Regions from separate parts of the Mus musculus genome. Here regions 1, 3, 4, 5, 6 and 7 are each linked to region 2. The links are chromatin contacts, called in public Hi-C, HiCAR-type, HiChIP or PLAC-seq and promoter capture Hi-C maps. All regions are on one chromosome and are shown on one strand. The core of a region is the stretch at or near the end of the contact, and the rest is flanking DNA. Distances in the headings are between cores, read along the strand shown.

Evidence for each region. Hi-C and Micro-C count contacts between places; a contact is called where the count stands out from the background. HiCAR-type assays count read pairs that join an accessible place to other places. HiChIP or PLAC-seq counts read pairs in DNA pulled down with a chosen protein or histone mark. Capture Hi-C pulls out chosen DNA fragments and counts their contacts.
Region 1: a contact with region 2 is called in a HiCAR-type map of fibro-adipogenic progenitors, with 5 times the contacts expected there. The contact joins the enhancer-like site here to the promoter of Mcur1 in region 2. A contact is called at or near these places in 6 of 39 promoter capture datasets (the 3T3-L1 cell line, cranial neural crest, embryonic stem cells and 3 more) and 2 of 115 datasets of contacts at active chromatin or transcription factors (fibro-adipogenic progenitors and large pre-B cells).
Region 3: a promoter capture Hi-C map of liver shows a contact between it and region 2, with 3 times the contacts expected there. The contact joins the promoter of Jarid2 here to the promoter of Mcur1 in region 2. A contact is called at or near these places in 9 of 39 promoter capture datasets (cranial neural crest, embryonic stem cells, frontonasal cranial neural crest and 5 more), 8 of 484 Hi-C or Micro-C datasets (B cells, CD4 T cells, LSK cells and 3 more), 22 of 115 datasets of contacts at active chromatin or transcription factors (the 230-238 cell line, T-cell acute lymphoblastic leukemia, astrocytes and 17 more) and 2 of 9 other capture datasets (adipose tissue and liver).
Region 4: an H3K27ac HiChIP or PLAC-seq map of embryonic stem cells shows a contact between it and region 2, with 3 times the contacts expected there. The contact joins the enhancer-like site here to the promoter of Mcur1 in region 2. A contact is called at or near these places in 4 of 39 promoter capture datasets (embryonic stem cells, frontonasal cranial neural crest, liver and 1 more), 1 of 484 Hi-C or Micro-C datasets (embryonic stem cells) and 3 of 115 datasets of contacts at active chromatin or transcription factors (all in embryonic stem cells).
Region 5: a contact with region 2 is called in an H3K27ac HiChIP or PLAC-seq map of embryonic stem cells, with 9 times the contacts expected there. The contact joins the enhancer-like site here to the promoter of Mcur1 in region 2. A contact is called at or near these places in 8 of 39 promoter capture datasets (cranial neural crest, embryonic stem cells, frontonasal cranial neural crest and 4 more) and 3 of 115 datasets of contacts at active chromatin or transcription factors (embryonic forebrain, embryonic stem cells and forebrain).
Region 6: a Hi-C map of CD8 T cells shows a contact between it and region 2, with 6 times the contacts expected there. The contact joins the enhancer-like site here to the promoter of Mcur1 in region 2. A contact is called at or near these places in 5 of 39 promoter capture datasets (cranial neural crest, embryonic stem cells, hippocampal neurons and 2 more) and 1 of 484 Hi-C or Micro-C datasets (CD8 T cells).
Region 7: a contact with region 2 is called in a HiCAR-type map of kidney, with 4 times the contacts expected there. The contact joins the enhancer-like site here to the promoter of Mcur1 in region 2. A contact is called at or near these places in 7 of 39 promoter capture datasets (HPC-7-derived erythroid cells, cranial neural crest, embryonic stem cells and 4 more) and 1 of 115 datasets of contacts at active chromatin or transcription factors (kidney).

What each region holds. Positions count from the first base shown.
Region 1 is chr13:44,769,280-44,772,637 of GRCm38.p6, reverse strand. The region is part of intron 1 of Jarid2 (jumonji, AT rich interactive domain 2); the gene reads right to left. Among named protein-coding and RNA genes, the nearest start is that of Jarid2, 40 kb to the right of the region's middle. Within about 2 kb of position 1,562, at least 39 of the 459 cell types and tissues checked have an H3K27ac peak or open chromatin away from gene starts, as enhancers often do. A contact at or near this core is called in fibro-adipogenic progenitors, where this site is marked.
Region 2 is chr13:43,558,927-43,562,391 of GRCm38.p6, reverse strand. Mcur1 (mitochondrial calcium uniporter regulator 1) reads left to right here and starts at 2,201. Exons shown (of 9, transcript NM_001081059.3): 1 at 2,201-2,623. The coding sequence starts at 2,266.
Region 3 is chr13:44,729,786-44,733,236 of GRCm38.p6, reverse strand. It overlaps Jarid2 (jumonji, AT rich interactive domain 2), which reads right to left and starts at 1,966. Exons shown (of 18, transcript NM_001205043.1): 1 at 1,321-1,966. The coding sequence starts at 1,365.
Region 4 is chr13:44,703,662-44,706,795 of GRCm38.p6, reverse strand. No RefSeq gene overlaps it. Among named protein-coding and RNA genes, the nearest start is that of Jarid2, 26 kb to the left of the region's middle. Within about 2 kb of position 1,500, at least 29 of the 459 cell types and tissues checked have an H3K27ac peak or open chromatin away from gene starts, as enhancers often do. A contact at or near this core is called in embryonic stem cells, where this site is marked.
Region 5 is chr13:44,938,269-44,941,746 of GRCm38.p6, reverse strand. All of the region lies in intron 7 of Dtnbp1 (dystrobrevin binding protein 1), which reads left to right. Among named protein-coding and RNA genes, the nearest start is that of Dtnbp1, 62 kb to the left of the region's middle. Within about 2 kb of position 1,921, at least 86 of the 459 cell types and tissues checked have an H3K27ac peak or open chromatin away from gene starts, as enhancers often do. A contact at or near this core is called in embryonic stem cells, where this site is marked.
Region 6 is chr13:44,809,531-44,813,064 of GRCm38.p6, reverse strand. All of the region lies in intron 1 of Jarid2 (jumonji, AT rich interactive domain 2), which reads right to left. Among named protein-coding and RNA genes, the nearest start is that of Jarid2, 80 kb to the right of the region's middle. Within about 2 kb of position 1,829, at least 18 of the 459 cell types and tissues checked have an H3K27ac peak or open chromatin away from gene starts, as enhancers often do. A contact at or near this core is called in CD8 T cells, where this site is marked.
Region 7 is chr13:44,906,318-44,909,732 of GRCm38.p6, reverse strand. Jarid2 (jumonji, AT rich interactive domain 2) reads right to left here. Exons shown (of 18, transcript NM_001205043.1): 8 at 2,998-3,415; 9 at 2,147-2,239. Among named protein-coding and RNA genes, the nearest start is that of Dtnbp1, 94 kb to the left of the region's middle. Within about 2 kb of position 1,917, at least 108 of the 459 cell types and tissues checked have an H3K27ac peak or open chromatin away from gene starts, as enhancers often do. A contact at or near this core is called in kidney, where this site is marked.

The sequences.
Region 1 (3,358 bases), core at 313-2,812, 1.2 Mb before region 2:
AAGGAATTGGGAATGTATCTCTGACTGCCCTGGTACTCACTATGTACAACTCCGAGATCCAATGGCCTCTGCCTGGAATTAAAAGTGCCACCAAGTCAACTAAATAAAAGTGATCACCATACAGAGCAAACAAAACTGCCAAATAAGAAAAAGAGTGGGCTGGTGAGATGGCTCAGTGGGTAAGAGCACCCGACTGCTCTTCCGAAGGTCTGGAGTTCAAATCCCAGCAACCACATGGTGGCTCACAACCATCTGTAACAAGATCTGACACCACACCGTCTTCTGGAGAGTCTGAAGACAGCTACAGTGGACTTACATATAATAAATAAATTTAAAAAAAGAAAAGAAAAGAAAAAGAGTGAAGAATAAAACACATGAGAAGTGACCACACTATAAATCATTTACCTAAAGAAGCCATTGAAAGGCAAAACAGGACATGCACTACTCATGTGAAGCTATTAATCCAACATGTTAGAGCCTCTATTGGTTAGACAGTTTGCATAGCTTACTGATATGATAAAAGTGTTTGCTTTAAAAACCAAACAAGCCAAGCAGAGGTGGCACATACCTTTAATCTCAGCACTCAGGAGGCAGAGGCAGGCGAATATGAGTTCGAGGCCAGCCTGGTCTATAGAGTTCCAGAACAGCCAGGACTACAGAAAAAAACCAACAAACCAATCCTGAATTACATTTCCTGCAATTCAGTAAGGGCATGTGGTGCACAACATACAAACATGCAGACAAAGCTTTCACACATAAAATACGTATTTTATGATTATTTTAATTGTTTTCACTACTTCACAAAAGGAAGTCAAAAGCAAATCATCACACCCACAAGGCAAACCAATTTCCTGATATTTTGGAATAAAGGATATTCAAAGTTCATTCTTCCTATGGAACCACTGTGGAAAGAACTGAATGGTTCCACAAGAGATATTTTTAAGGACTTACTAACAGTAGAGTTAATTTCATAAAAGAAGTAACATATGCCCAGCAATATGCATTTAAAATTAAAGAGGTTTGCAATTACCCACTGCTGTAATTTTCCCTACACTGTCAATAAATAAATGTCACTTCCAGTTACAGGTGAGATCTGAATGGGAAAGTTTTAAAAATATATAGCATTATAAATGAGATGCAGTAAATGCCTATGGAACACAATGCTGGCTGATTCAAAGCAAAATGTGTACAGTTCATGACAGAATGAGAAAGTCCTGTAATATGTCACTTCTGAAATTACTGATCTTCTCACAAAAGAAGTTCAACTTCCAATCTGCTGACCTGAGTAAAACCCCATCTGTCACTCGGTAACTTTCCCTCTTTCCATGTCCCTAGCTGTTCCTTGGGAATTTTTTAAAGCCTGGGATTTCAGTACACCTACACACTGCTTCAAATGTTTAAATGCTTGAGTGTGAATCTTACCAAATTCTCTAAGTCTTCTTGCCAATATTTGCTTCCTGTCTGCCAAAACTAACTTGGTAAAAAGCAGCTATCTAGTGACACTAACAGAGTCTGACTCACCCATCTTTAAAAGTCAATGCAAAGTAAGGACTCCAAGTGTTGGGTCTAGAGAAGGCACTCACGGCCTGATGACCTCAGCTCCCACCGTGACTCGCATGACAAGTTCACTGCTGTCTGCTCCTCCAGTGTGAGATCAGCCCCCCCCCCACTCTAAAAGCACCAAATGACTGCAGTACATTTGCATACAAATATTTTTAAAAATGAAAAAAAAAAATGTGGGACTGAAGAACTGAATGGGTGGTTAAAAGTGCACATCACCCACGCAGTGGCTCAGAATTGTCCAGAACTTCAGTTACAAGAGATCTGACATCCTTTTCTAAACTCTGCAGGCACCAGACATGCATGTGGTACACATATTCAGGATAAACACACATACGCATAAGTTTAAAAATACTTTGGAGAGAGGAAGGAGTGGGAAGGGAGAAATGATATATAATCTCATAAAAAGTTTTTTTTAAATGAGGACAACATTAAAATCTAAAACTTAAAGAAAAAAACGAGCAAAACCAAAGTCCTTGGGGTTAATGAATCCCAACATCATGGAAAAAGGGTTAGCAACTCATTACTCTCTCCCTACTCTTTCACATATGTATACACATGCATATGTACACAGCCATACTTACATGTGTATACATATGCATAGATATCCACACCACAACAGTTCTAAAAACACGGAAGTATGCACATGGGCTTTGCAAAGAGGCTCTATCTATTGTCTAGTAATTAAGACATTTCAGTCTTCAAATATTCCAAAATGAGTGATTTGGTATCTGCTTGCTTACAACAGGTGGCCTGCAACTGGCTGTGTAGACAGACCAGGCTACCCTTCATTCCCAAAGACCTACCTACCTCTGAGGCTAGCTTCAGACTCTCAAAGATCCACCTTAACAATGAACACTAGGATTAAAGGGTGTGTGTCACTATGACTGGCAACAATTGTAATTTTAAACTTTCTCATTACTCTCTTGGCTGCAGAGAGTTGAAGACAACTCCAGAGCTCATGAATTACAAATGTAGTTTATGAATAAGCTCCCAAAAAAGCTGGAAATAAGAAAAGTTTCCCAAGACAAGATGCTTCTCTATAGATGAAGCTTAAACATCACTTGTCCAATCACAATGGAATGCCAGGAGCACAGCTCTAAAGCAGAAGGGAAGTATACACCAAACACACTGCACAAATTTCTTACTTGCCTTTAAAAGGAAGTTTCTTAAATGCTTACAAAAGGAAATATGTAGTAGTCAGAGTTAACAACACATCTGGATGAGGCAGTACATACCTATAACCCTGGCACTTGAGAAGTAAGGCAAGAGAATTGCCAGTTGGAGGACTGGTTGGAAAACCCTGGCTCCAAACCAACAAAATGTGGATAGAAAGATCATCATTCAGTTTTTTTTTTTTTCACTACTGAAATGCTGACAGATTCCAGCCTGCATATCACTACACCATATGAACCACAAACAGGGAGACAAAGATATACTGAGTCTCTCATTTATTCTCACCAGCATTTAGGACATACATAGAACCCCACTTTAGTCCGTCAAAAAAAAAAAAAAAAAGACTAGAGAAAACTTAACATCTTTAGGGTAGAAAAGGCAGTTAGAAACTCAGAGGGGCTAGAGAGATGGCTCAGTGGTTAAGAGCGCTGACTGCTCTTCTGGAAGTCCTGAGTTCAAATCCCAGCAACCACATGGTGGCTCACAACCATCTGTAATGAGATCTGATGCCCTCTTCTGGTGTGTAGGCAGCTACTGTGCATTCATATAAATAAAAATAAATAAATCTTAAAAAAAAAAAAAAAATCAACAGATTCTCAGAAGCCCATGCTCACGGGGACAA
Region 2 (3,465 bases), core at 952-3,451:
AGCATTCTTTGGGTGGTATATGCTATTGTTACCTACAATTATTAAGCATATAAAATGTGTGGGCTTTAATGTTTGCAAATTATATGTCAACTTTAAAGACTCATGTTTATGCCACTGTCCTGTGACCATGCCTCTAACAGGGTGCATTTTATCTGTTCACTTTTCCAGTCACAAATAATGGCACATAATTTACACACTCCAGCACACATGCACACGGGAGTACACACACAGACTCTATCTTTTGTATTCTACACTGGCCTTGAACTTGCTATGCAGTCAAGAATGCACGTGAACTCCTGATCCTTCTGCCTCCACTCCAGCAAGCTGGGACTGCTCCACCACATCTAGTCTTTCCTTTGTGCATGTATTAGACCAACCTATAGGAAATTACCAAATGTTCAACACTTTTGACCTATAAAAATAAAAACTCCTTATGGTCTAAACGAATAGGTTTCTAGTGTTTCTGGATTATTTCCTTCGATTACATTTTCCGAGCTGGGTGTTGAGCAACATTCATCAACAGGAAAGGCTGTAGGTGAATATTTTGTGTTACCTGCCACTTTACAAACTGATATTTTAACCTTTTAAGTGTCGGACTTGTACCTAATTTTTAAATTATTTGCATGTTGTAGTCACCTGCACCTGTCTTCCGCATCTGTTTACACACTCCTCTGCCCAGAGCTCTGCTCTTTTATTATGGGTCCCAGCACTTTCCACATCAGTTTGTCTACATTTTTTAGCCCTTAGCTAAAAAAAGAGGAGGAGGAGGAGGAGGAGGAGGAGGAGGAGGAGGAGGAGGAGGAACGCTAAGTACTGGTCACTTCAGGAACACAACTGTTAGGTCTTAAACCCAGGACAAAGGGCTAACTAAGGTGCTTGTTTAACACCTCAAAGCGGGCCTGGCCCCTGGTTCTCTTAGCATCTGTCAGTGCTTACTACTTAACCCGATCCTTGCCCTAGTCTGCCCTCTACCCTAACGTCTCCAGTCCAGGGACTGGGCTGCCCTTCTCTTAGATGCCCTTCTTCATATAATCCAACCATTTTAGTGACCTAACCCCTTTTCTCTACCCTTTAAACTCCTGGCTCGCCTCTCTCTCCTCCTACTTCTCCCACGTGACCAGGCTCAAGGTCATGTTCAACCCTCTGGACTTTCCCAGATGTCTCTTGCCTCTGGCTATGCTTTCCCTTTTCTGGCGACTCTCTCCACCAACATACTGAGGGGCAGTCTTGTCCTTTCATTTTCTCCTCTGTCCTCCTCCCTCTCTCTCTCTTTCTCCTCCCCTCTCCTCCCCTCCCCTCCCCTCCCCTCCCCTTCCTTCCCCTCCCTCTCTCTGTCCCAGCATAGTCCCTTGTACTTGTTATTCATCCATCCAACAAACTTTCTCAAAATAACACAAAGGACCGGTAACTGCAAAGTGCAGCAGTCTTTCAAAAAGTTCGGAACTAAAACACTGCCTGTCTCAAATATCTTATTATGCCATAGTCTAGTTTAACATTCATATCCCTACTACGTTTTACGTTTCCACACTAGGACCTTTTAATGTGCTCTAACCCAAAACAAAAACTGTAGTCCCAAGTGGTGGTCCATGCCTTTAATCGCGTCAGTCAGCGGGCAAGGTCTGCTTGGTCTACATAGAGAGTTCCAGGACAGTGGAGGCTACATAGTGAAACTTTGTCTCAAAAACGAAAAGCAAAATCAAAACTGGAAATTTAGCTGTGAGTGTATGGACTCTGAAAGCATAGTTCCCTATGCCCGGTAAATAAGTCCCTAAAATACAACCCTAGGGAACTTGAGATCCCGGCTAGTTAATAAAAATCTAAGCCAGTCGAGCTTGGTCAAGAACTTCTCAAAGGTCTGCGAAGGGCAAAGGAGCCATTAACATTCTTAAGGGCAACTGCGAAATGAAACTGTAAATCGTAGGAGCCGAAAGAGCAACGTGATTCTGCAGCGGAAAATGGCTAAGGCTCACCCTAGTTCCTGTCTGGGAGACGAGGTTAGGGCAGGCCACAGGCAGGGAACAGGGGCGTGGGGATGTAAAGGCGGACCCGGCAGAGGGCAAGCCTGGAGGAGCCTGGCTGGGGCGACCAGACTAGGGGCGAGGCCAGGGAGGGCGGGGACGAGGCCCGCGGCGATGGGGAGGAGGCGTGGCGACGGCGGAAAGGGCAGGTCTGCGCGGCGGCCCACGCTCGCTCCCGAGGCGACTCGGAGTCGGGGCCGCGCGGGAGCGACCTGCGTGCGCGCTCGGGCCTGTGACCCGCTCGGGGATGGACAGCGGCTCCGTGGCGGCCGAGCGGCCGAGGCGCACACCGAGTCGCCAGCGGCTCCCGTCCTCCGGCTGCGGAGTTCCGGCGCGCCCGGGCGTCTCCACGCTGCCCGGTGGACGAAGCTGGCTGAGGCCTCGCGGACGGGCGGCCCGCGCGTCTCCGCTGTTGTTCCTCCTGCTCGTGCCCTCCCCGCGCCTGGCCGCCACCGCCACTGCCACCGCCCCGCGTAGGACGCTGGCTGAGCGCTCGCGCCCGGGGCTCGTTCTCCCCGCGGCCGCGCTCGGCGCCGGCAGGAACGCGCTGGGCCGTCTGCGGCTGGGCGCCCGGCGTGTGGCCGCGCTTGCGAGCAGCCGGAGAGGTGAGAAAGGACGGAGGGAGGGAGGGACAGCGGGTCACACAGGTGACCGGGCTGTAGCCACGCCGCCAGGGCGAGGGTTCGCAGCCCAGAGCCCCGGTGTCCTGGCTCCGGATGACACGCGTACTCGGGGCTGCCCTTGCACACCTGTTGGAGCCAGGGAAAAGTGGAAAAAGTGCTAGAAGCCGGTGCATTCAGGACCGAGGGGCGCAGATCCCTGAATGAAGAGATGACATTTCGTTTTGATTCCAAACTATTGATTCATTCATGGCCCGCTGTCGCCCATTCTCTGCCTGGCACTTTACTAGCTGTTTCGGGTAATTTGTTCAACAAAATCTTTTCTTTCCGGAGCTTACTTCAAGCAAGATATGCAGCAGGTGTTTTTCTATATGACTACACACACTTATCCATGCTAATTTTACTGTACTAATTTGACAGATAGTATAAAGAAAAATAGAGGCTTTATGTTTAGACTTGAAGAACTCTGTGCGTTTAAATTGAGTGACCAGAGCTTTGATGTGTCATTTGGGTAATTGAAGGAGGCGAGGGACACCGCTGAACTGCATAAGAAAGTAAACTAGCTGGAATGTGCTCACAGTAAATAGTAGATAAAATCTTATCGCACAGGCCAATCAGCAAACGTGGCTTAATTACTTCTTGAGTAACCTGTTTCTGGCCATTAGTGGCCATATGCACCCATGCTTTGGTTGTCTGTATTTTTTTTTCTATGAGAATTACCTGCATCTAAAATTTAAGAATACATATGGCTAGAGGAGAAACTCCTAATAGTTCTGAAAAATGAAGGACGCTTTATATGCAGATAGGAAAATGAGCAGTGAGCTTTA
Region 3 (3,451 bases), core at 717-3,216, 1.2 Mb before region 2:
CCAAGGCAAGGCTGTGTGTCCATGCAGTTTCTACACATCGAGTTTAAACTAGTCCTTTGCGCTTTACCCGGCCCACTGCAATGCGGATGTATTTTAATTCTTAAATTCCTTATGGAGTAGGCTTTGTAAGTTGAGCTTCATTTAATCTTACGTTTCTTTCAAGTTAAGTTTACGTGTATAGATTAGGATCAGCTCTCCGGGAGAAATTCAGGTTTTCCATTAAATGTGTGTGTGTGTACACATTTAACAAAACCACTGCCCAGAAGGTCATCTCCCATTATACACTCCTCTCTAACCAAAAAGGAAAAATATTAAGACCAAATCATCGACCCTAGTTAAATAAAACTTTCTCATAGGGTCGCATTGTTCTTTATTTATCTTCAAGGGCCTTTTTTTTTTCTGGGGGAAAAAAGTGTACTTTGCTCTAAAGCATACGCAGCTAACCACCGGATCACTCGAGTGCATATTTGGTTAATCCCCTGGTTTCCCTCTCTACTCCCTCCCCCCAAACTTACAAAAAAAAAAAAAAAAAAAAAAAAGCCACTACACAAAACAAAAACACTCCCTATGCCAAGCAAGACGCTGCTATACTGTGCACAAAACAAACCTAACCATCACAACCCAATCTCAGAAACCCAGTTTTCAGGGAGAAATTATTCGTATTAACATGCATTCACTCAGGCACACATATACTTTTACATGAGCTATGTTTTTCCCCTCAAACTAGAAACCATGAATCTTTAGAACCAAAACCAGCCTCTTTATAAAAGTCAATACCAATAAATGCATTCCCAGTAACATGATTCCCAACTGGGTCATGTTGCAAGCTAGATAAGCCAAAAGGGCCACATATATTAAATGATGTGCCAGTGCTAGAAGATCGCCATAATCGTACTCTGGATTGCAACTTAGCTTCCAACACACATACCTTACACGATTTTCCAAATAACACTAATAACAGGCTCATTTGTATGCAAAGTGCAATATGGGACCAAATCCGCCCGAGAATGCAGTTAGATCACTGCGGGGGCCCCCACACACAGAACCCCAACCTCCACCAAAACCCCTTGCCTTTCACCAAAACTACATCAACGTTGTGTCATTCGAGGTCAATTTATATACTTGAGGTATCTCTACACCAGTCTGTTTTCTCAACCAAACTAGGCAGACACGACTTTGCCTGAAAAGCCCTTTCGGAAAAGAAAGAGCTTTATCGGACGCTGTTTAAAACCTTTCAGCTGCAGAATTATCTATAAACTTGACATTCACAACCATCGCTTAAAACTGCAAGCCAAAGGATGTGTTGTTAAGAGCACTTACGTATTTCTTCTGAATGATATTCCTCTTGGGTCTTTCCTTGCTCATTCTGAGATCCAAATGCTGATTGCAAAAGGGGACAATTGCTTCATGAATTTAAAGCCGTCAGAAATTTGCAAAAAAATATCCTGGTGGTTTTTATTGTTGTTGGTGGTGGTTGATCTTGTAATCCGACTTTTCTTCCTCTTCCCCCAAAACCAGATTCGCCTTGAAATAAATCCGAAATTGAGAAGGATAAAAGAAAAAATATAAAAAGAGCCAAAGACGAGCGAAGCAAACAAGAAAAATTCACTTTAGTAAAACACTCATAATGGAAAATTTCCCCCGAAACATACAACAGACACAAAAAAAGAAAAGAAAAAAAAAGAAGAAAAAAAAAAAAACCGACGCCCTTCACTCCCCCCCTTTTTCTTCCAAAAACTACATCAGCGAAACGTGAAGGTCCTTAGTATCTGATCTGTAGTTACATCTTGAAGAAGAAAAAAGGAAAAGATAAATTTAAAATGTTGGAAGTCACGTTTGTGCTGCAGCAGCAGTGCGAGCAGAAGAGTCAACTCCAGCGGCGGCGGTGGCGGCGGCAGCACCACAGCGGAGGGCTCGCCGAGTCTCTTTTTTCCAAGCCCCTTAACCAATGAGAGAGAGGCTAGCCAGCCCAACTTTAAATGGACTCTGCTTTTATACAAGTTAGGGCTCCTCGGCTAATTCGCCACCTCCCGCCAGCCGAAAACTCCCACAGCTGAGCCCCCCGCACGCCTGCCTAACCTCTGCCCACAAGCCCCGGCCCGGTGCGGAGAACTCCCGCAGCCCCGTCGACGAGACCCCGGAAAGGCCTCCACGAAGCCTCTGCGGGCCGCCCGTCAGGCGCCTCTCCCACGCCGAGCCCAGTCGTGGAATTGAGAGAGGCTCCCTAGCTCAATGCATGGCACGCTCGGTCGCTCCACCTCAGCCCCTTCCCCCCCCCCCCCCCCACCCGCAGTCCGCTCACCCAACAGTCGCCGCATGCAAACCTTCGCCACTGCCCTCACGTCTACCTGCAGCCGGGCAGCTGGGTACCAGTGCCCCAGGACGCCCGGCCCGGGGGAGAGCCGCCTATTCCCGGGGCACCTTAGAATAGTCCCCTTGATCTTCTGGAAGTTGTAGTCCCTTGACTACAAAATGGCTATGGCCACGGAAGCGAAGAACTACAATTCCCAGCGTGCCCCACGCCTCCTGTCACTCAACTCCCTTTTCCCCGATCGCTTCCCCCTCCCCCTTCCCCGGGCCCTGCCAACAAACGCTTGGACGTGTCCCGCGTGCGACACTGCTAGAGGCTGGCTCGGGATTGGCCCGCGGAGCGTGTGGTCCGGGAGCGAGGAACTCCCCACGCCGGCCCCGCCCCCCAGTCCCCTCCCCGCGGGGGCCGCCCTCCCGGCCCGGCCCGGCTCGGCCCGGCCCCGCGCGCCCCGCCCCGCCCCCACCCCGGGCGCGAACCGCCTGTGGAATCGAGGAATCGGCGCGCGAGAGCGCGCCCGCGGGCCCGCGAGGGCAAGCCGCCAGGCTTCCCGGGGGAAAGGCCTCGGAGCGTGGCGGCGGCGGCGGCGGGGGGCGGTGTCAGCGAGGGGTTGGAGCGGGTCCTCAGCCAAACTGGGCCACGCACCAAGAGGGATCCTCGCTCGGTGCGAACTCGCTGATCGGCAGCGCCCGCTTGCTTCAGCCGTTGCCGGCGGTGTCACCTCAGGACAAGCGCCCGTGTGCCGAGCAAGCGGGCGGCCGCTCGGCCGCCGGGGTGGTCCGAGGTCACGGCTCCAAGCCGGCCCGCGGCCGCACGCGACCCCACGCGCGAGGCAGACGCGGCTGGGGCAGCCTCCCGGCGAAAGCTCGCGGCCTCGTGGTCGCCGGCCCGCGTGCCCGCCCCTGTCCCCGGGGCCGACGCGACCCTAGGCCGTCGCCGGTGGCTCCGAGGTGAAGCCCCGCCGTCCCTGGAGACGGTGAAGGGGGTCTTTACCCTCAGGACTAGGGCTGTCCGCGACCGAGACTCCCAACGCCGAGGTGAAACCGTGAACGGAAAAATGGAGACCGACCCCCCAACACAGGCAGCCCGTAAGGAAGCGTCTCGAACACTGAGTGCCCGAGAGCCCAATGGTCTGTGCCCCGC
Region 4 (3,134 bases), core at 251-2,750, 1.1 Mb before region 2:
TGTGTGTGTGAGTGTGTGTGTGTGCGCGCGCGCTCTCGAGCTCGTGTGCCTTTTGAGACAGGATCTCACAGAATCTCCTTGCTGGCCTTGAATTTACAGAAAATCTACTCCCTCTGCCTCTCAAGTACTGGGTGGGATTAAAGGTGTGCACACCCCCTCCCCCAGCAGACACTCTTCTTTTTTGTGTTTTTTTTAAATTTTATTTTTTGCAAATTTTAAAACTTTGATCATGTTCACTCCCGACCCCCCAGCTCCTTCCAGACCCCCCTCACCTCTAACCTCTTACTCTCAGTTTTGACCATTCATACTTTACCTCAATCCCATCTGAGGTTTCTTCCTCCCTCCTTCCCCACCCTCCACCCCACCCCCAGGTCTCTCTTGGTTACCCTGGCCTGGAACTGGCTATGTAGATGAGGCCAGCCTCAAACTCCTTGGTATCAGCCTGTCTCTGGCTCCAGAGAAATGAGATTAAAAGCTTATACTCCACCACCTCCAGGCCCAATCCATTCTGAAACCAGCTAGTTTCTGCAATGTACATGTCAGGCTCATTCTAAGATTCAGGCGCTCTATTATAGTATCCTGTGCATCTGCTTCCTTGCCGGATTATTGGTTCGTCCTCTAGTGTCTTGCATATTCTCCTACAATCAGCAGACAGAAGGGACCAAGAAATTATTTGTGAGCTGTGAGTGGGGCAGTGGAGTGTTCACCAGTCATCCAGCCTTTCCGAGGCTGTGGAGGGAAATGTTTTGGATTTGGGGACGGGGATGGGGGGGGGGGAGCACTGTTACTCTAAAAACCAGACTTGGTGGCTGTAAGGTTAGCCGGCCGGCTACAAGGAGACTCCAAAAGGCGCGCACACAGGTGATCTTAGCACATGGGAAGTGGAGACTGGAGGCCACTTGACACCTAGTCTCCACTTTCCAAAAGGTCAAGCCAGACAGGAAGACTGAGCAGCCGGCCGGCCATTGGTTGTTGTTGTTTGGCTTGTTTGTTTTCCCATATTCACTTTTGCCTTGTTTTTCAGTCTGTGGTCCCTGGACTTTGCCTTCCTTGGCCTTTGTAAGGTCAGGATGTTTGGGACTTCCTCATTCCAATACAATTCTTTGAATTTTTCCTTCAAATGCAAATAAAGGCACTTACCATTTGGATAGCGGTGATTAAAGAGAGAAAGGAGGTTGGTTTCGGGATCCTCCTCTAAGGTCCCTTTTAGCGGGGTGGGTGATGGAGAGGAAGAAGCCAAACAAAATTCTCCAAGGGCAAAGAGTTGAAAGGGAATCAAGCGATAGACTATCGAATCCCACCAGAGTTGACGTTACACAGCTCTTTATAGTAAGATGTTAAGCACTTAATATTTTATTTTCCTTGCAGGTCACAGCTATTTGTTCTTGGGACAAATGTGCATATGCTTATTAGATTTAACAATCCACCGCTCCCGGTTAGGAAAGGAGCCAGGCGGAGCCTGACTCCCTCGAAAGAATAGGCCTCATTAGCACTTGTGGGGACGAAGACTCAAGTTCTCAAACCAAAAGGAAGAGTAGGAGGCCACAGTCAGTGGTAGGAGAAATTGCTGACTCGATCTCGCCCCACCCCCACATTTCCTTTTCCTGCATCTGTCTTTTTCTGAGCAAGGAATATTTCTTTCCCTTCCCATGCTTTGAAATTCACGGTATGTGTTTTTACATTTTTTAAAGATTTATTTATTATTATATCTAAGTACACTGTAACTGTCTTCAGATGCACCAGAAGAGGGTGTCAGATCTCATTACGGATGGTTGTGAGCCACCATGTGGTTGCTGGGATTTGAACTCAGGACCTTCGAAAGAGCAGTCGGTGCTCTTAACCACCGAGCCATCTCTTCAGCCCATGTGTTTTTAATTTTTAAGATGTATCTTATCTATGTTTTGTTAGCCCAGGATAGCAAAGAACTCAGTGCATCCCTCCTTTTAGCCTCGTTTCATTATCTATATATTTATTCACTTTACATCCGATTGCTGCCCCCTTCCCAGTCCCCGCCCCCCAGGTTTTAATTTACTCCACCTCACCCACTTGCTCCTTCCAACGTCTCAACCTCCTACCCACTTCCCTACGCAAATACCTTATATTGATTTGTGCATCTCTATAGCATGTTAAGCAGATTTCTTCTCAGGCCAAGGCAACCATGATGGTACAGGTCTGTAAGGTGAGAGGTGGACGTGATAGTGTTATCTAGGCTCCGCCCCACAGTTACCTGGCAACAGCCGGGAATGCCTGACTATAAAAAGGGCTGCTTGCTCCCTCCTCCCTCATTTATCCTCCTTCCTTCTCTCCTCTCTGTCTCTTCTCCAATCCCCCTCCTCCCTTTCTTATAAAACACAATGGATAGGGTCAAGAATTGGAAGTCAATCTCAGCTACACAAGTTCAAGACCATCACATGTCAGATGAGACACTACCCCCACACACAAACACACCCCATCTCAAATTGCAAAACAAACTAGAAAAGGAAAGATTTCTGAACTCAGAAGTTGAATCACCAGTTCAGTGGGGGTGCAGGAGCACGACACAGTGACTAACAGCCACCCCTCCTCTGCACTCTCAGCTGCCTTGCGCTGGCCCTTCTCTGGAGATGCGGGGTGGAAAACCTGCGCCTCCGATTGACGAAATGCTTCCTCACCACCGTCATCATCGGCGAAGTTAAGGGTGAAGACTCATCTTTAGTAATAAGGCATGACTGTAATTCCTCACCCTCTGGCCATTATTAATTATGATTCATTGCATGAAAGAGAAAATAAAGATCTACATACGCTCAAAGCACATATAAACTGGAAGGATTTCAGGTTTGGGCATGTGAGGCCCTTCCCTTATCCAGGGCCATTTCTCTGGAGGCAAGACGTCTACCCAAAGCTAAGGAAACAGTTGGATTGTCCTCTTACAGGGGAAGGTCTTCATCGTCATGAGGGCTATACCCATCCAGCCTTTCATGACTTGCTATTGACACAAGGATGAACTGAACAGAGCATAGTAAGTGAAATGAATGTGAATCCATTTTACCCCTTTTCCCTCCATAGAAAAAGAAGGCATCTTTAACTGCCACGGGCTACATTCCCATATTAGCCAGGAAGTACTTGGTACCCAGGCTCATGTAATTATGTGTTGA
Region 5 (3,478 bases), core at 672-3,171, 1.4 Mb before region 2:
TGCCTTCGTGGATATTCCTGCACGAGACATTTGCCACATTGTACGCAAGTTGTTAACATGACACCTTCTAGTCTGTGTTGAAGCAGACAGCCAAGCATGGTTATGGTCCTGACCCCAGAGCCTAGGCTCTTTCTGCTCCATCGTTCCTCTTGGAAAGGAAGGAAGCAGAGTGTTGTGTATTTCTCTTCTGAGTGTTTAATGTGCTGGCGCTTCACCACCAGGGCAGTGCAGAGTCCTGTTAGATTGTGGGTCTTCAACAGTTCATTGAGTATAGCAGCAAGATTATACAATTACCTTTCAGTGTATACTTGAACATTCTAATGCATTTTACAAGTTGTTATTGCTATAGAACAATATCTCCAAAGATGCCTTTCTGTTTGTAATTGCAACTTTAGACAAACATAATCAGTTTTTTGTCTGTAGATTTTTCTGGTTATTTCATGTAAATGGCACATATTATATATGTTCACTTGGCTTCTTTTGTTTACATTTGTGTGGAGATAGATGTATATTCCGACAGTTACCTGGTACTTCATTTCCTTTTGTGAGTAACATTACTATAAACATAAACTATCGGACTGGAGAGATGGCTCAGCGGTTAAGAGCCCTGACTGCTTTTCCAAAGTTCCTGAGTTCAAATCCCAGCAACCACATGGTGGCTCCCAGCCATCTGTAATGAGATCTATGAGATCTGACGCCTTCTTCTGGTGTGTCTGAAGACAGCTATAGTGTGCTTACATGTAATAATAAATAAACCTTTAAAAAAGAAAACATAAACTATGGAGATCTTCATTTATCGTGGGTAGATCTTAGGATAGACGTTGCTGAGGTGTGTGCTGAGGTTTGCTTACCACTCCTTAGAGAAGTCGCTGATTTTCCCAGGACGGCACTGACACTTTGCATCCCTGCTAGCAGTGTGGTGCAGTTGCAGCTTCTGCCTCTCCGGGTCTGCACGGGGTAGTGTGATTTGTTCTGGTTTTGCACTGCTGGGGTTTGACCAAGGATACCACATGCTCAGGAAGTGCTCTCTTAGGGAGCTGTCCCTGAGCCTTTACCTGCCTTCTTAGACTAGAGCCACAAGAGTGAGTGTGTGATAGCTCTGATGTGGATGGCTGACTAATCACCACTGCTATTGGGCGTTTACAATGCTAACAATACGAAGGCTGGCAAGGCCAAGTCACTGGTGATAAGCCTTTGAGACTAATGCTCCGTGTTAATACTTTCTCATCAGTGCCAGTGTCTCTGAGAGAATCAACTTCAGTTCAGGAAGGATTTATTTTGGTTCATTGTTCAAAAATAAATAAATAAATAAATAAATAAGGCTGTTTGCCAGGGAAAACATCCCAGTGAGTTAGTTCAGTTGGATCTGTGGTGACAGGCAGGAAGCAGCAAGTTGGGGGTAGACTAGAATAGTTACTACCATTAAGACCCCATTCCCAAGGGCTGGAGAAATGGTCCACCTCTTAGGAGCATTTACTGCTCTTCCGGGGGACTCAGGTTCAATTTCCCACACCCACAAGGCAGCTAATTCCACTTCTAAGTAATTTTATGCTCTCTTCTGGGCTCTTAGGTGCTCTGTATGCATGTGATAATGCTTTAGAAAACAAACAAACAAACAAACAAAAACCATCTTCCAGAGGTCACTTCTAAGTAGGCCCCATTTCAAAAGCCTTTCCAAACTCTCAAAACAGCCACCAACTGGGAATTAGTGTTCAAACCCTGTGGGGACATTTTACTTCCAACCATGATATCCTTGTTCCACAAGGCAGCCAGTCTCTGCCTCCTGGTCTGAGCCTTCCCACAGTTTCTAATTCCTGGTCCATTCTGTGAAGAAGTCACTGCTGCATGCTCTACTGTTGCTCTACTATTGTGCACTGAGCTTCTCCGGGGACGCAGCTTCTTCATCGTGCGGGGGCTGTTTCCTCAGAGAATGTGAGCAGACACACCCTTCTCCCATGACTGTCCTGGGAGAGTGTTTTCCTTACAGCAATGCAAAAGCAACTGTTCATTTACTATACCAGTTTTGGATCTGGATATATATGATTTATTTAATTCCAAAGATGGGAGGAGAAAGACCACCAGCTCAAATCATCTTGTCCAAATTAATTAAAGCAGGCAAATAATTAAAGCAAGCTTGTTTTAGGCGTGTACAAGACAGCCTCCTCCTAGGGCGGGGTTCTAGAGGTCAGCCTTGGGTATGAGGAAGACAAAGCTCTTATGACTCAGTGGTCAGGAATTTCCAAATGGAGGATTTGGCGGGCAAAATAGGTGGGGTTACAGAAGCAGAAAATAAGCATAGCAAGTCAGTTATGACAGCCCCTGAAACAAAGACTGCCCTAACCGCAGGCAGTCATAACAAGGTAGCCATACCAACCCTTTCAAAACAAAGGTAGAGCTGCAAGATGGTGGTTAACCCTTTGAAACAAAGGCCTGCCTGCCATTCCTGGAACAGACAGTTGAATACCATGTGTAGTTAAGGTTACAGGTGGGCATAGCCCAGTCCTTGAGAAACAGAAGTTTCATCACAAACAGCAGTGAGCCTAGTTTGTCTTTACTGTAAGATGGCTTTTAAGCCTAAGACAGAGGCAGACTAGTTCTTTAGTTTGCCAATATTTTTCTTGTATAGGGATTTTCAGTGCATTTTGAAGTATAAATAAGACCTTTTGTTTTGATGGAGGTTTTGGTTGGTTGATTAGTTTTGAGGTAAAATCTCTCTAGGTAGGCTTGGTTGGTGTGTACTTTCTATGTAAAGTATGTTGGCTTCAAACTTGTTATACCTCTCTCTATCTCTGCTTCCTGAATCTGGGATTACTGGCATGAACCACAGTGCTTAGCTTCAAGTGTTTTCATTTTGACAGTTTCTTTTAATTTTTTTTTTTTAATCTGCCTTCTTTCCATATCCTAGAACTCTGCTTCACTCGAGACTGAGGCTCTCCTGTTCTGTTTAGAGGTTTTTGTAATTGTCAGGTTCCATTTGGATGGGAGGTCATAGAAAGCTGTGTGAGGGAGTAGTGTTTTAGCTCAGAGAGGGGCGAATACAGTGTGTGGGTGAAACGCCTCGTTTGCCTATCTGGGTGCAGTTCTTAGGCTGGAGCACAGTACTGCTCCTGGAAGTACTGCATGGAACCATCTCTGCTAAATTAGCCATAGACAGAGAGTATGACCAGAGTGGCTCCACTCTGCCTTCCAGAACAGAAGTGGGTCAAAAGCCAGCTCTGGTAGCTCATATCTGTAATCCAAGCATGTGGAAGGCTGAGGCAGGGGTATTGCCATGAGTTTGACATCAGCCTTAACATCAACAACAAGAAAAGTGTGCATAGTTTGGGGAAAGATCATTGCTGTTTAGGAGGCTGTTGACCAGGCTCAAGAAATACAGTCAGCTTCGGCCTGCAGGAATTAGAACAGTCGAGCCTGATTGTTTGAAATCTCTCAAGATGGTAAGTGGGTTAGATCATAACAGTGTCTGTGGCTTCTACCC
Region 6 (3,534 bases), core at 580-3,079, 1.3 Mb before region 2:
CTGGTATAGAAGGTGCCATGCAGCTATGAAGTGATTCCACTGATATAAACCCATGATACTTAATTTGACTTAAAAAATTCAAATTACTTTGAAAATGTTAGCCCCAGTAAAATTAACTTGGTAAAAGTTCTAGAAGTACCATTAATTGAACAAACATATCAATTGTACTGTCATTTGATTGTATGCAAAACAAAACTAATTACTTTCCTTCAATCAAGACTGCAAAAAGTAGTGAATGCAAAGGAATTATTAGTGCAGCCACTGTAAACAAAGTACAAGTTCGTCTGAAATGTGTTTAAAGCTGTATGTCCACAGTTGCCCCTGTAATTTAGACTCACAACTCAAAAGGACGGGGTTGTGAGATTGCTGACCAAATATGCAGAAAGGGGAGGAGGAGCCCATGTTCACAAGGTTAAATACAAGGTTCTTATGGATCCCTCCCCGCTGCGGTCAGCAGGGCTGACTCTGCCTCTCTCTCCTCTCTCTTACACCTCTTTCCCTTTGCCTACTTTACTTTAGCAGATCTTCTTTTCTTATTCAAATGCTACTTTTCCAAAGTATTCTACAACCAAGTCTAAACTGTTTTAACTTTCTTTAGAGAATACATTTCTCTTCCTTAAGGGGGAGAGGTTGGGGCTGGTGAGATGGCTCAGTGGTTAAGAGCACCCGACTGCTCTTCCGAAGGTCCGGAGTTCAAATCCCAGCAACCACATGGTGGCTCACAACCATCCGTAAAGAGATCTGACTCCCTCTTCTGGAGTGTCTGAAGACAGCTACAGTGTACTTACATATAATCAATAAATAAATCTTAAAAAAAAAAAAAAAAAAAAAAAAAAGGGGGGAGAGGTATTGGAGGAGACTCAAAGAAATTCAAAGGAGCCCCCAAAGCTAATTCAAGTAAAGTAATTTGTTCATTTCAAATTTGGACCCACACTCTATAAAAATCTGTTTTTTGACATTATGAAGGCATCTAAATGGCCACTTGTTAACTATGACCCGTGTCGGTGTATGCCCATCTATAGTCTGTAATAGCCTGTTGATCAAGAATACAGGTTTTCTCAAAGTGTCTCTACACTCAAAAAAAGTTAGTGTAATATTAGAAGTCAAAACAGTGTTGTTACATGTGTGCGTTATCACCTCTTTTCCTGGGTGACTGACTTTGGTCTTTTTTGTTTTCAGCTACTTTCAAAGAACTTAACTTCTAGCACTCTTTAGCTTCCAGTGGTTGCCTACGTACCCGGCTTTGCAGAGACACACACGCACACACCCCGCAAGTACGCATGAGTACCAGAGTTCGTTTTCCTCTCCTGCCTGCACCCTACCCCTTCCATAAGGATCTGTGTGATACAAGCCATATCTCCCTTGTAACGGACGGGGCACTACAGACAGAGCACTGGAAAGAAGCCCCTGCGCTGAAATCATAACAGATGTGGGTAGATATGGAGAATTGGCTCAGGGGTTTCCTGGCTGTTCTCATTTCTCAATGAAGAGGATGGAAGGGTAAATCATTCAACCGTGATGCTTCCTGCATCTAGGCAGACAACTAAGCTCTGCAACATTGTTCGCAGACTTAGTATTGGACAGTATACTGTTTTAGAATAAAATGTACCCTGTACATTTCTGTCTCTAAAGTGCTTCCCTCAGACCTAACATTTTGAAGTCCAAATAAGAGCCCTGACGAGAGATGAGAGCTTTCTCAGATGGGTACAAGGTTTCTATTGTAATTAAGTAAGGTACTCAGTAGGCCTAGTTAGTGTAGAAACAAACCCAAAGCAAAATCACAAACAAATGCCACTCCACACAAGTTGCTATGCTCCAACAACCATAATCATTTAGTCAAGATGTGAAAAACAGGAAACTACACTGTGGTGAGAATGAGAAACTGTGCTTTGAAAAGCAGCTTGCCTATTCTCCCAATCAATAGTCAAGATACCAAACAAGCAACAAGCCAGAATCAAACCCATGTCCACACAAATCATCTTCATTGTAAACGTATGTTCAGACTGCATACTCAAAATGACTAAGACACACATGTCCAAACTAATGATTTCCTGGACTCCAAGAATGCTTTTTATCAATATAAAATCTCTAATTGAAAGACAACTGCCTTTCACACCCTAAAATATCTGTTGTGCTACCTTTCACAGCTTCCTTTCCCTTCACTGTCAGAAGCAGTGCCTGAATAGGAAACCACAGATTTTCTGCTCCCTATATATTGGGACAAACAAATGAACAAATTCAAGACAGGAGGTTACACCAAGAGATGACCGCACATGTCTTTTGTGAATCTCACTCCGACCTCCCAATGTATGTATACATTCTCTGCTGCATTGGTACCAACAACAGAATCCAATGTGTGTCTCCACATGAAAACATACTGTCAGGAAGCAGGAAGGACAATGTCACAATAATGTGACATTTAGAGTTCCTAGTCTCCTATAGAAATCTCAGAAAATGCTGGCATGATTTAATTAATACATTTATCTGAGTTCAAGAAACAAGACTTAAAGAAATGGGAAAGATGTATTTAAGTGTGCAAAGTCTACAGTTTATATGGGCAACTGCTCTTCCTTGTACAAGTTACTGAGCTACTACTTACTCTGTACATGTGAAAGATGGCAGAGTTGATTAGGACTGTTTTTAAAAAGAGAGAAAAAAACAGCCTAGAGAAACCCAATATATATTTGAAGTATTTAAAATCCTCCAGTTCAGTACAGTGTTTTTCTTTAGAAATAAAAATAGATACTAATTGTAAAAGTTGCCAAAATTAACAACTCCTGCAGGCACTACATACATGCACTGGGTGCACAGAAATACATTCTGGCACAACAACAACACCACGTACACATGAAAGAAAACTAAAGCAGCAACTTCAAGAATGACAAAACCATTTTCATTTGCCAGCTCAAAAATACACTTCTCGTATGGCAAATTATGTAACTAAATACCTTATTATCATTCTTAGAAAAATGATGAAATCTTACACCATTGAGCAGGTATGCCCATGATATATAAATTAATCATACTTTTATACAGTATTTTCACTCTAGGCATCCTAAGTAGTTCATACTAATTCTAATAAAGTATAACTACTGTTTTATTATGATTAGTTATTAATCTCAACGTTCCTGATAGTAAGAATCCGTAGTAATAAGTATGCATGGCAGGAGGAGGAACAGAATTCAGTGCTATATGGTTCTGAGCATCTACTCTGGACTGAGGAATGAGAAGCTAATGAGAGGTGTGAAATGGAGCTAACAGAGTTTAAAGAGAGAGCCAAGAATCATCGATGATCAGAAAAATGAGCCTGGGCAGCCTTGAAGAAGCATGAGAGCAGAGAAATAAGGATGTGTCTTTTCTTACCTACCAACAGAAGCAACCACCAGTGCCAAAAGAGTACACATGATACACTACATGAAAGTATACATGTACACATGAGCTGACCACACAGCAAGAGTGCAGAAGCCTGAGAAACTTCCAGGCAGAACTCCTAAGTTATTCAATATGGGGGATGGGAGGGCATGGACACAAATT
Region 7 (3,415 bases), core at 668-3,167, 1.3 Mb before region 2:
AATAGTGCAAGCAGGCACAGGAGAATCCCCAGGTGCTCTCAAACCACCTAACCTTGCATGGGCAGCAGTGAGTGCAGACCTTGCCTCAAACAAGGAAGAAGGTAAATCCTTCGCATGTGCTGTGGGCAAGCACAAACCCACACACAAGCATCAACAAACATTAACAGTTAAAACTGGTGAAATGCTATGTTAGGAAAGAAATTCAAACAAACAGCAGTGAGAATAAGGGGAGAAAGACTTCCATACTGACACTTGGAAACTAACGCGTTGACATAGAACACATAGCACAACTGCTCCTTGCCATCCTCTCCAAAGCAATCAGTGCTCTGCTGCAAGTCAGCATCCTCCTTTGGGAACTGGAAATAAGGTGTGTGTGTGTGTGTGTGTGGGGGGGGGGGGGGGGAAGGTCAATGAGCCTGCTAAACTCACTTTTATCCCTGGAAAAGAAACTTTCCTTGGAAAGAAAGAACTTACTCCAAAACTGACCTCAAAATGTACCACACACACACACAGAGAGAGAGAGACAGAGAGAGAGAGAGACAAACAGACAGACAGCTGGCAACAAACTGAGCTGATTAGATTAGGAAAGGGATAGTTTGAGAAGGCACTGCAATCAAGAGTGAAGGAATGATGTCATGTTCCTTTAAGATGGCCCTGCCTCCAACCTCAGCTGCACTTTCAATCCATTCTCCTCCCACCAAACCTTACTGTGAAAAACTCAACCAATGAGCATCCAGGATGAGACTGCAACCCAAATCCCAGGAATAGAGGCCTGTCTGAAGGGCCAAACGGCCACAAACCATAAAGGAATGCCATGTACCATTCAGTACCATTCCTGAATGGACCCTTTACTCAGAAAGAACACCCTGTGATTCAGACTGATGGATCAGAGCTGAAACCTGCAGGCACTAATGTCCAGAGGAGGCACAAGGACTGAGTCCACAGCAGCCGGCACAAACTAAAATACGAATTTCAGCAAACCTGCAATTTCCTTTATTCAGATTACAGTTTACAGCAAAATCTAGTCTTTCTAAGGAAAAAAAAAAAAATCCTAAATAGAAGCTTGTAGAGGCCTTTAAAGTGAGCTGTGGCCAGCAGTAACCATGAGCTCAACACAGGAGGGGCGACACAGGCTGAACCCTCTCAATCTGGCCTGTCTGCCATAGTGTCAATGAGGTGTCAAGAAGCAACCATAGGCTGGGCGTGGTGGCGCACGCCTTTAATCCCAGCACTTGGGAGGCAGAGGCAGGCGGATTTCTGAGTTCGAGGCCAGCCTGGTCTACAGAGTGAGTTCCAGGACAACCAGGGCTGCAAAGAAACCCTGTCTCGGAAAAAAAAAAAGAAGAAGAAGAAGCAGCCAAAACGGCCACATGGGTGTCAGACCAGTCCTGGACAGAGCTGACCCCGGGGTTGGCAGTGGATGTCAGGCTCCGGGCTACAGAGCTAGGTAGAGCATGAGCAGCAAGAGAGTTATCCAAGTTCTAAATCAGAGTCAACTAAAAAGCTGGCTGGGAACCTGTCACCCAGAAGGAGAAGCTACACCTCCCCAACACTGCTCTTCCTAGCTCTGTGCTGAGCCAGGAATCAGAACTGGCTTCTCTCCCTTCACAAACCAGCCACTGCTAGATTCCTATGTCAGCAGCTGTAGGGTCTGAAGGACTCTGCTGGGCACTGGCCAGGGAATATACACAAACAGGACCAGCTCTATTCTGCAGCACCTCACACGGACCAGCTGCTAATTGGCCCGGGCACACAAGAGCACACTGTCTTCCAACACTGCACTAACTCCAAGAAGAGAGCTGGCAGAAGCACAAACATGGCCACCTGCCAATCCCATTACATGAAGAACAGGAAAGGAGAAAAGCACACCACGACTTGAGGGGATTCCAGACATTCTCCTCCAGAACACACAGAGAGGATGGGAAGGAGGCAGTTCCCTGAGCGTGAAAACTGCCAGCTGGACCAGCGATGGAGCCCAGGCACGCCCCCCAGGCCCTTCCAGCAGACTAGGGAATTCCCAGAGTAAAATGCTTGGCTGCCCAAGCACAGACACACGGAACAACCTCTGCCTTTGTGTCCCATCATACTGCACCAAGACCCTTCCTAGTGTCACAGGACGTTGTATGGAGATGGCTAACTTACTTACCTCAATCTCTGCTGGTGCGGGCTCCTTGCTGAAACACATGTTCATGATGTTTCTTGCTGTTCGATAAAAAGTTGTTAGAGAAACAGATCTTCCCTGAAACAAAGAAAACAGAAGAAGAGTTTGGCTTAAGACATGTTATGTTAAGACATAAATTTCTGTCATAGGTCTCTGTCCAGTGGCTTCCCCATAGTGACAAAGACACACTGTGTGCTCAATAGGTGACAACACCCACCTAAGTTTGTTATCCCAGTACACTGTGCTCGGGAAAGCAACACCAAGAGGTGAGCATGAAGACAGGGGTGGGTTTGCTCTCCAGCAAGGCAAGGCTCGGCATGAGGTTGACAAGGTTACTTTCCTGCAACTTGAAACCTTTCTAAGCTCCCTAAGTACAAGAAGGATCTAATGTAAACACTACCACAGATGCAACAGACAGGGGTGATGGGCATGCCCCTGCAGCCACCCGCAGTGCCACAGACAAGTTGTGGGCACCTGGGCCAACCATGTCAGCTTTTTCCAACTAAATCTTTATTTAACATATCAGGTTTATAAAAACAACAAGAAATATTTCCTGGGGTTTAATATACTATCATAGTATCGGCTTTAAATAACTACCAACAGGCATGGAGAGCACGCCATTTCATGACAGTTCTGTGTTGCCAAAGACTCACCTAATGCTGTAAATGAGAAAGAGCCCAACCTCTAGAAGCAACACAGAAAGTCTCCTCTGTGATATTTGGTCACAGCAGCTCAGAACAGTCCTAAGACAGCGTCCTAGCGCTCATCCCACAGAACAAGTCAGCTTCCTCCGGCTCCAGCAGGGCAGGGCACACCCTACCGCACAGCCCACTCACCTTATAGATGCACTTGTGGAAGTCATTGAGGACACCTTTGTCTTCTTCCTCCTCTTTGACCACTTCTTTTTCCTGAGCGAACAGCCGCCGCCGGCCCGTCTTCAGTGGGGCCCGGCCCACCTCCTTGAGCTTGCTACGGAATCCATTCCTAGGTGTGACACCGTGGACGAGCCCATTCTTGGGCTCAAAGCGGGGCAGGGAGTGGAACTTGTGGTGGTCGCTCTCCGTGTGCCCCTCTAATGGCCCTTTGCGCTTTTCCAGGATCTCCTTCTCCATCAGCACCTCCTTCTCCAGCCGTCGGTGCTCCTCGGGGGACAGGGAGTCATAGGAAAGCAGGTACTGGCAGTAGGCCTCCTGCAGCTTGGCCAGCCGGTCCTGGGCAGTTTTGGGAATGCGCAGCATGTCTGCTAGTTTGTTC